Linked DNA regions of Hordeum vulgare: region 1 is linked to region 2. Evidence: chromatin contacts called from public Hi-C data. All regions are on one chromosome and are shown on one strand. The core of a region is the stretch at or near the end of the contact, and the rest is flanking DNA. Distances in the headings are between cores, read along the strand shown.

Region 1 (5,104 bases), core at 637-3,136, 520 kb after region 2:
AACCTCGGCGCGGAGGGTCTATGCCTCCTGACCGCTCATGGATGACGCTCGCGATGCCGCCTTCTTCACTGACGCCTCATGCTGGAGCGCGTCGGTGAGCCGCACCACCTCCGCCGCGTGGGCAGTCTTCAACTGCTCTAAGGACCCCGCTCGGCCTCGAGCTCCCTCCCCATCCAGTCGCCGTCACTCACGACCTCGTCGCCCTTGTCCAAGAGATCCGTGAGCGGGCGGCGCAACTCTGCCGCCTCGGCCACGGGGATGGCCCCTTATGCATTAAAGCACCAGTCAGCAGTCGTCTCGACAAGAAGACATCAAAAGCAAGGAAGATTTGGCCCGGCTGTTGCGCAGCCGGCCCGAATCTCGGGGACTACACCCAGTGGATGCACTCGCGCCCACCCACCAACTCAAAGACGTACCTCTCGCCTTCTACAACTCGGTCGTGCGGAGGTCGAGCTCCTTCAGGACCTTTAATTAAGAGTTCTTGTTGAGCATACATAGCGTGGCCGCCTCCTTAAAGATCATGTCACGCTTCGCTATGTTCTCCTATGAAGAAACCACGGGAGAAGATTAGAAGACAAAAGAAGATTTGGCCCGGTTGCCATGCAGCCCCACAGCTGGCCCGAATCTCAAGGACTACACCCAGTGGGTGCGCTTGCACGCCCCCACTAAAAAGCATGCAAGAAAGAATTTACAATGCTTATCTGAACCGCCCTCTCCACCAGCTGGAAGTTACTCACCGTCGACTGGCCAAAGCCGGCTATCCCGTGGTGGTACGTCACCATCATATCTGTCGCACCGGCCGGCACGATGGCCTGCCCGCCGACCGAAGAACTTGCCCCCGTCGCTCCCGGGGCACGGCTCAGCTTCGCCCACTCCTCCAACACGGATGACATCGATGGGCCCGTCCGGCCGGCCCCGCCGATGCCAGACACTCCACGCGTTGCCGGGTTCGGCCGCGCCGACAAATTAACCAGGGCCCGGTCATCACAGCCCCCAGCCTCACACTAGGCCGGCACCCCTGGTCGGACGTCGGACTTAGCACGTCCTCAACCACAACCGGCTGCACGGCCGGCGGCGCCTCCATCTCTGAGGCCTGCTCTAGGGACGGCTCCCGATGCGGCTCCGTGCGGGTCGGCGAGACCTCCCAGGCACGAGCCTCGGGGGGCCACCAGTGTCATGGTGTTGCTCGCTGCTCTGGCCGAAGGGCTGGTCGAGGCGGCCGCCACGGCCACCGTGGTTGACGACTTGGCCGCACGAAGTTTGCGGGTCACTCCTTTCAAGTCGCGCCATCGATGCATGCTCCGCGGCCAGTTTCGTGGCACTCTCTCCCCCGAGACCCGATGGGGCCAGCGGTGGGAGTTCAATGGTCATGCTGCCAAGAAGGAAAGAAAAGGGCACGAGCTTAGTATTGCAAATCAGAGGCAAAAAGAAAAGAGAGGACGAGCTCCAAAGGAAACTTACCCCGAAACGAGGGGGATTGGGCGGCCGCTGTGCCTTTATGCCCTCTGTGCCGGTAGACGAGTTCCCGGCGTGAGCATGGCCGAGCGAGCCTTCTTGGTGGCTGAGGCAATCCGCAAGCCTTCTTGGTGGCCGAGGCAATCGGCGACCCTTCGACCGGCCACTTCTCCATGCGCCTCTCCTCCGCCGTCTAGCGAGGGTTGACTATCCCGCAGTCGGCTAGTTCCTAGATGGGACCTCCTTGCTCCCTCCTCGCTGGCGGCACTCGGGCGGCTCCATTGCCGCAGGCGATGCATCCACAATGCGCACATCATCATCATCGTCGTCGGTCCAATCCTTCAAAGTCACGTCGGGGTGGGACCCACCACATACTCTGGCCCCACCGGCGGCAGCGCCAGTAGGTGCCTCCACCTCGCCCTCCTACACCTCCGCACTTCTGAGCCTCGGGGGGCTGCGAAGCCGTCCCTTTCCTACTCATAGTCCTCGGAGTCGGAGTCCTCTCAGTCCGGCACAAATACTTGCGGGTTCGGACCGTGTGTCGTCAGTTGCCGGCTAAAAAGTTGAAAGGAGCACGACCACGCATCAGCCACCACGTCAAGAAACAAAATGCAACTTGGGTCAGTCGGAACTTATCGGCGGCGCACAGATGTTGCGGCACAACGGCTCCATGCCAAACCACCACCCATCCACGTGTAGCTTGAATTGGGTGATGGCATTCACCCTGGTGGCTATCTTGCTCGATGCCAACTCGATTGTCGACAGCCGGCATGGGTCCTTCCGGAGACCCATGTCGTATATTCAGTGTAGCCGCTCCTGCAGCGGCATCACCCGGAAGGAGATGAAGGTTGCCACCAGATCCGGGGACAGCAACCCCAGGGGAGCCATGAGCTGCTTCACCCGGGCCACAACCTCCGTAACCTCGTCGTTGCGTACCTCAAGGTCCCGGTTTCCCCCAGTCGACGGCTCATCGGTGAACAGCGGGAGGTTGAGCCAGTCTCGCCCTTCCTCGATGTTGCGGGCGTAGAAGAACGACTGCTGCTAGTTTTTGTAGGATTCGATCAGCTTCATGTGTGGCAAGAGCGCGCTCCGCCGAGCATACACCACCACTCCGCCGCAGGAGTACGACACCTCCTCGTTCTTCTGCGTGCAAAAATGGAAGAACAGTCAGAACAAGGAAGAAAAGGGCCAGAAGCCCAAGTATCCCTTGCACAGCGTGGAAAAGCACGTGAGGTACAACACCGAGTTGGGCCCGAGATGATGCATATGGAGCCCGTAGAGTTCCAAGAACTGTCGCATGAAGCAGCTCACCGGCAACCCAAAGTCGGCGGTCAAGTGTGTCCACAACACCATGCGCTTGCTGGCACGCGGCTCCGACATGCGCTCGTTCCTCGCTACGCGCGCCTCCGCCCACTCCTCCGAAAGGATCCTGCGTGTCCGTCGGAGGTAGTCAATGTGGGCCTCCGTGATCATGGGGCCCTCCCATGAGTCGGCGGGCAGCGTGGCCATCTCTGCGTCCGTCGACAGCGGGGTGGAGAAGAATAAGTTGGAGATGCGGCCCCCAGCAAATCGACCGCAGGAGAGTGTTACGGGCATGTGGAGGGAGAAACGGCGGCGGTGAGCGGTGCGGGCGTGAGGAGGAATGTGAAGTGGCAGCATGCGCTGCGGGCACGGGGAGGAAGGATGAATGGCGGCGAGCTCCAGTCCAACGCTAGCGCGAGGTGGGAGACGAGGCGGCCGTGTAGAAGGCTTGTGCCTACCAACTCCGTGATGATCGGCATGCTGACCACTATGGCGCCTCGCCGGCGTCCCCCTCGCCGGTCGCCGGACAAGACTCGATAGCCGACGGGCCCGTGGTCAGCTAGAGAGGCTGTCTAGCGGGTCCCGCCCCTTCTTTCCCGCATTAGTGTACTCCTTCGGCTACCCTATAAAGTCGACCCCCAGCCCCGACAGAGAGGGGTTGGCTGGCTGGCACCCAAGTACTCATAACACTTCACTTTAGACACCCCACAGAGGCAGCAAGACTGGTAGCGAGAGCTCCATCTTCCTCCTCACGAATAGCTCGAGGAGCGCCCTTGTATTGTGATCACCTATAGTCACACCAACAGGACTAGGGGTTTTACCTCATCGGAGGGCCCTAAACCTGGATAGATCGGTGTCATGTGTCTTGTGCCTTCACCCGTTCCCAGACGCTGCCAGCGCCCATTGGCCCCAAACCACGAACTAAGCAGCCCCCTAGCAGCTGCCACAGAAATGCCACGACACATCGGGTTAGGGTGGCAGCCCTCCCGGCTCACCTGCTGCTTAGTGGCTGGTGGTTCATGTAGTAGGTGGCGAGAGCAGAGAGCCGCAAATCGCTGTTTATAGGTTCTCCTCAGAGGTGGCTTGTTCACTTGGGCAAAAGCCCCTGCTCCGGTTGGAGCCAGCGATGGCAACCCTCGTGGGTGTTGCTTACCTCCTTGGAGGCATCGCTAGCACAGTGACTTCCCCTTCGAGGCATCAGGGGAAACCCTTGTTCTTTGTCCACCCGAAATGGTTGATGGCGGCGTGCTTCGCGCTGCATTCCTACCTGAAGGCGTTCACTTGGTAGATTCATGTGTCAGCATCATTTAGGCGCGGCTACTCCTTCAAGTGGTTTTGGTTCTTCCATCCAAAGTCGGGTTAATGTGGTCTAATCCTATCTAGACCAACTCGTTCATGTACGACACATATCCCCTTTGCTATGGTGTTGTTGGGTAGCAACCAAACGGCCAATTTACAAGGATCACCTTGCTTGGTCAGATGGAGATAGAATCTGAAACCCCAGGGGGAACCCCTAGCCCACGTCCTTCTGGTGCGAATGATAGCGCCACAACTGGTGTCGTGGCCCTTCTTGAAGGCACCGTCTTGGGGTCTGTTTGGTTGACGTGTGGGTGGTCCTTGTCGTGCGGTGTTGGTAGTGGTAGTTGATACTTGTGGTCTGCGTCGGGTTTTCCGTGAAGAGGAATGGGTTATCGCAGCACAATGTGGGCAAGTATTTCCCTCGGTTATGAAACCAAGGTTTATCGAACCAATAGGAATATCAACCACAACTGTCTTCAACGGCTGCACACAAAAGAACAAACAACTTGCACCCAAAGCGGGCAAGAGGATTGTCAATCCCCTTGTACTTGTTATTTGCAAGCGAGTGAGGTGTGTAGATAATTGTATATAGTTCTAAATTGAAAAATAAAATAAATGCAAGTAAATGGCAGCAAGGTATTGAAGGTTTTGTAAATATGTTGTGAATAGACCCGGGGGCCATACTTTTCCCTAATGGCATCTCTCTTGAAAAATAGCATACGAGGGGTAAACAAATTACTGTTGGGAAATTGACAAAAAAAGTGGATAGTTATGTGATATTCACGGCAATGATCATGTGTATATAGGCATCATGTCCGTAAACAAATAGGCCGACTCCTGCCTGCACCTATTACTATTACTCCACTCATCAAACGCTATCCAGCATGCATCTAGAGTATTAAGTAAAACATAGTAATGCATGAAGAACAATGACACAATGTAGACAAAGTAAACTCAAGCAATATGAATAAACCCCATCATTTTATCCTTAGTAGCAGCAACACAAAGACGCATCTTGTCCTCTTCTGTCACTGGGATATAGAAATTC
Region 2 (5,066 bases), core at 939-3,438:
TGGAACAGATAAATAATAACTAAAAAACTTTAAAAACAGGCCCCAGCCCATGGGCTGGCCCAAATGGGCGTGTTGTTTATTTTTCAGCGAGCAGAGCGTAGTATAGCTGCTCCCTATGCTTGGGCCGGCCCATGCAAGGATTCCCTGCAAAACGTTTTTTATAATTTATAGGTGGCATTGGTGGGTAATATTAGACAATTTTAAAGGCAATTTTAATGACGTACCACAGAAGCAATATGTGCTTTATTAATAGGTAAAGACTAGATCGACATGCATGCCAGCCAATCTTAAAACATTTTCAACAGCCGCGCTAAAACAACGCCGCTCCATCAAATTCATCATTTTAGCGCGCACAATAGCAAAAGGTGTTTCAACGGACGCACGATAAACGCGCGCGCGACATATAGAGTACAACGCGCTGTCAGAATCGTCATCGCGCGCTGTTTATTTGGTGCGCCCGCTTCCGCACGCTGCACACTCGAGCGCTCGCACCGCACTCTCCCCATCGCGCCACCTTCGCCCGCCGCGCGCCGCCGCCGGCGAACTGACCCGATGGACGCCCCCGCCGGCACCCCCCTCACCCCTTCCTACACCCGCGACCCCTCCGTGGTCGTCGCCGTCGCCGCAGACCCTAGCACGGGGAGCTTTGGCTTCGCCTCATGGAAGGCCTTGGCGGCATGGGAGGCATGAGTTTTGCGTCTCCCATGGAAGGCATGGGAGCACCTCCGGGCGCCATGGGCGGCATGTCTTCCAGTGTGCCAACACCTTCGCATGATGTTGTTGAAGAACTTGCCAACACCGCGCACGAAAATGAAGTGGAGGAGGAAGAATCCGCTTTGGATGATGAATCGGAGGAAGAGGAAGATGAAGACGAGGACGAGGACGAGGCTTGATTCTTGATGGTTCATTCGTTGGTGTGAACTTTTTTATGTGGGCATGAACTTGATTGGATGATCTTGTGGGCATGAATTTTTTATGTCATCATGAACTTGTTTGTGTGATTAATTATGTCATGTCTTTGTTTTGATGTTTGAAATTAATTTTATGTTTAAAATGTGTCAAAAATGCAACATATGACAAGCGCTGGCTGCTCGCACGCGCTGTATTTTAGCCCGCCTGCTGGAGCTACGTGCGGGCGCTCCATTTTAACACGCCTGCTGAAGGCTGCGCTGGCCGCCGCGCCAAAACAGACAAACAACGCGCTGCAAATTGTTTTTTAACGCGTCGCGAGTAGCGCGGCTGTTGGAGATGCCCTTAGGTCAGGCGATTGCAGGAGGTTTCCGTATTTCACGCATATGGTGAATAAGCAAAACCCATCCGTGGTGCACGTGCCGCTCCAGTCACAATGGGCCATACTAGGAGGGCATCCTTGTTGGGCGAAGGCTACCCTGCAGTTAAATAAACATTGCTCGCGATTACATGGAAAGAAGCTCCTGATTGTTTCGCTTTGACAAATAACGCCCCCTCGAGCTGCAGCAATAAGAAGAATAAACAAACATCATGAATTAATACATCCCCGTTTAACTAATTTTTTAGCAAAGAAGAAGAAGAAGAAGAAGATGATGAAGAAGAATGCCACCAAAGTTTAATGTGTAGCTGCGTGCATTGATCCGGTTATCCAGTTTAATCTGTGATACAACGTACGTACCCGGAACCGGCACTAGGAGTAGGAGGATGAGGAATGCGAGACGCAGGAGCAGCGTCGTCAGGGTAGCCAACCTCATATTGGCAGAATTGTGAGAGTGAGACGTGTAGGAATCCAAGAACTGTGATTCTACCAGCGACGGCCACTGTGGCCACCGGGCTATGAGCCTTTTATAGAGGAGAGGACGGGCAGAATTCGTAGTGCTAGCTAGTGTCGTCTATGCAGCAGTGTTGCTTTCCCGCAGCATGTGTCAAGAGGCCAAGAAACGGAAACGCCTCGGTGCTTGTTTCACTGGCGCCGATCCATCCCATCCATCCTCTAGATCAGCTGAACCAGCTGATCGATCCAGTCGTCCACCTGCTGTTGCTGCTGTGAAATAATGCAGATGCGACGCCGTCTGAGAGAGACCGGTCGACCGGCACGCGAGCCAGTCCAGCTTCTTTCCGATCCAAGACGGACAAGCGAGCGTGACAACATCCCCTTCCCGTTGCTGTGAAATAGAGAGGCACCGTGCTTTTCCCGTCCAGTTTTCTCTTTTCTGGCCGGTCAGCGCACGGCCCACGACGCGAGCGCAACATCCCCTTCTGCGAAGCTTGCGTGACCGTGTGTGGGTGTGCGTCGGCCGTCCGCGGCGGACGGCCACTCGAACCAGCAGCCGCTGCGTTCCGGCAGGATAATATCTGAACATACGGAGAAAGGGCAGGCAGTGTTCAATCATTTCAGTGAGCTCCTGGGGGTGAAACAACAAAGACCAAGAACGATCAATTGGGAGAGGTTGGAGGTTCTAAGGCCGCGGTTGCAAGGGTTGGACAATCCTTCCTCTGAAGCTGAAGTGTGGGCTGCGGTCCTGGCATCGCCCGCAGAGAAACCACCGGGCCCTGACGGCTTCACGGGGCAGTTTTTGAGAAGTTGCTGGCACATAATCAAGGATGATTTGATGGAAGTTTTCCACAAGTTCTAGAGCATGGCAGGAACCAACTTTTCTGAGATCAACACTGCCTTCCTCGCCCTGCTTCCCAAGAAAGACGGGGCCACAGAGCTCAAGCATTTTCGCCCCATATATAAGCCTGATTCACTCCATTGCCAAGCTCGTCGCCAAGGTGCTCTCTATTAGGCTGGTTGCGGCACTGAAAGACATCATCTCGCCAGCCCAAACTACTTTTTCAGAAAGGCAAATGCTTACATGATAGCTACCCCTACGTCCAAGGTTGCGTTAAAGCTTTGCATAGGAATAGAAAACCGGCGATGCTCGTCAAATTAGATATAGCTAAGGCGTTCGATTCGGTCTCCTGGGACTACATCTAAGAGCTTCTTCGAAGGTTAGGATTCAGTGCGCGCTGGCGTGACTAGATCGCTTTTCTCCTCTTGGCTGCATCGTCTTCCTACCTCCTAAATGACATTTGGGGCAGGCAGATCATGCATAGAATGGGACTGTGAGAGGGCGACCCGCTTTCGCCGTTGCTGTTCATCTTAGCCATAGACCCTCTGTTAGGTTGATCTCTTCCGTGTGGGCCCAACGGCCCACCGGGCCCTTGATCTATGCGCCCTGATCGGGGGCGCCCCACCCGTTATGGTTGATGGGCCCCTGTGACATGCGCTATATATAAAGTGGTGGGGGCCGGGGCGGACGGTACGAGGTTCACCGCGTCGCTAGACTCCCCATCTAAATCCCCTTCCGATCTAGGGTTAGCGCAGTGCTCACGGGAAGCATCACCCACGACCACACCTCTTCCCTCACGCCACCGACGACTACACCGGCACTGATGGCCGGAGCAGGGAGTTCCTCGGGCTCGGGACTAGGTGAGTAAAAGGTTTCACCGGATCTATCTATGCCTAGTCGATCTACGGCTTCAACATTGGTATCATGAGCCGCTAGGCAAGAATTCGTTCGGTTAAAGAAAAGCAAATGTCTTTCCCCTCCCCACATGAACCCTAGATGGGCAAGTACCGAAGACGGCCTGAAGCCTCGTCGGAAAAGAAGCGCCGCCGCAAGGCCGCGCCTGTTCCTCTCGATCCCACACGCATCGGCAAGCCGAGGTGTGGGGAAGAAGAACCTACCTCCTCGGAGGCAAAGTACGGATCTAGATCCAAAAGAAAAAACCAAGAAAAGTATACGGATCCGATCCGCAAAAGGCAAGAAAAAAAGGGGAGAGGAACATGCAAAGAAAAGAAAGATTCGCCCTACGGATCGCAACGAGGCACCACGGCCAACCCATTCGACGGCAACGCGCTCCCGCAAGGGAACGCGCCACCGGCGAAAGGGGAGGCCACGGCGCCATGACTCTGTCTCTCTTGAGAACGAAAAGGACAACAGGGTAGTTGGCATCCCAACACCTCCCTTGACGGCGGCGCACTCTCCCTCGGGAGAGGTCGCGCACCGGCAAGGGGAGTGAAGGGCGCCGCCGCTGCGATAGGAAAGGGGCACGGCCACCCGCAAGGAAGCACGCGACGTGGGGCTTTAGGCCACCACGGTCAGCGGCCACAGAGAAACCATCGTGCGGCGTGGGACCTTTCGGTCACCACGGCCGGCGACCTTCCCAGCACTCTCCGGCGGGGTTGCAATCCCCGCACGAGGAGGGGCCGAAGGCTGCAGGGAAGAGGGCGAGATTTCGCAAGAGAGAAAGAGGCCGAGTCGAGCATGCAAGAAGGGCGAGCGCGAGATGCGCGGCCGCTCTCGTTGCCGACGCCGGTGACCGGAGCTGCGGCTCATCCCGCGAGCGGGGTGGGCGACGTGCTCGGTAGGCCAGGGCGACGGGGACGAGAGAACCGAGAAGGAGAGCGGTGGGCTATGGGGGAAATGCCTTGGGGTTTCTCCCTCCAGCCGGGTTCACCCCTTTTTGTTCATAGCGAGGAGCACGGGGGACCGTCGGATCCATCTGGACGGCTGGGATCCCCCCTTGTGCTAACCCTAGGCGCGGCTCGGGCCTCTAAGGCCGGCGGGAGGCAGGCCGGCCCAGGCCAGGACGAAGTGGCGCAGCGACCTGCGGGCGCGCAAGGGGAAATGGGCCTTCGGGCCAAAAGCAGTAAAAGCCCTAGGGCCGGCTCTTTTTTAGGTTTTAAAGGATTTTAAGTTTCTGTCTATTTAGACACATATAAAAGTGTTTTCTAGATGTTTTTTCTATGAAAATATGTTTAGAAAAATAGAAAGTAAAAATGTTCAAAGTTTTTGTGAATATTTACAGAATTGTTATATAATTTTTCTGTAAAGCAAAGTAGAAAGTATTTTGAGAATAAAATAGCTTTCTCAGAAATGGAATAGTTCATGAATTTTATAAAAGCATTAATAAAGTTCATGAATTTTACTTTAAATGTGAGTATTATTTTCTGTAAAGTTAAGAGGCACATGAAATTTTATTTCACGTTTTCCGCTGCTAAAAGCAATATGGAATATGATCATGTTGTTATTCTGACCGACGTTGTT

What was found. A called contact is a pair of places that touch in the nucleus more often than the background predicts.
Region 1: a Hi-C map of leaf shows a contact between it and region 2, with 2.7 times the contacts expected there. The contact joins two enhancer-like sites. A contact is called at or near these places in 3 of 6 Hi-C or Micro-C datasets (all in leaf).

The regions. Positions count from the first base shown.
Region 1 is chr7H:558,379,830-558,384,933 of MorexV3_pseudomolecules_assembly, forward strand. No RefSeq gene overlaps it. Among protein-coding and RNA genes, the nearest start is that of LOC123407374, 16 kb to the right of the region's middle. Within about 2 kb of position 1,887, at least 3 of the 3 cell types and tissues checked have open chromatin away from gene starts, as enhancers often do. A contact at or near this core is called in leaf, where this site is marked.
Region 2 is chr7H:557,854,598-557,859,663 of MorexV3_pseudomolecules_assembly, forward strand. No RefSeq gene overlaps it. Among protein-coding and RNA genes, the nearest start is that of LOC123410662, 13 kb to the right of the region's middle. Within about 2 kb of position 2,189, at least 1 of the 3 cell types and tissues checked has open chromatin away from gene starts, as enhancers often do. A contact at or near this core is called in leaf, where this site is marked.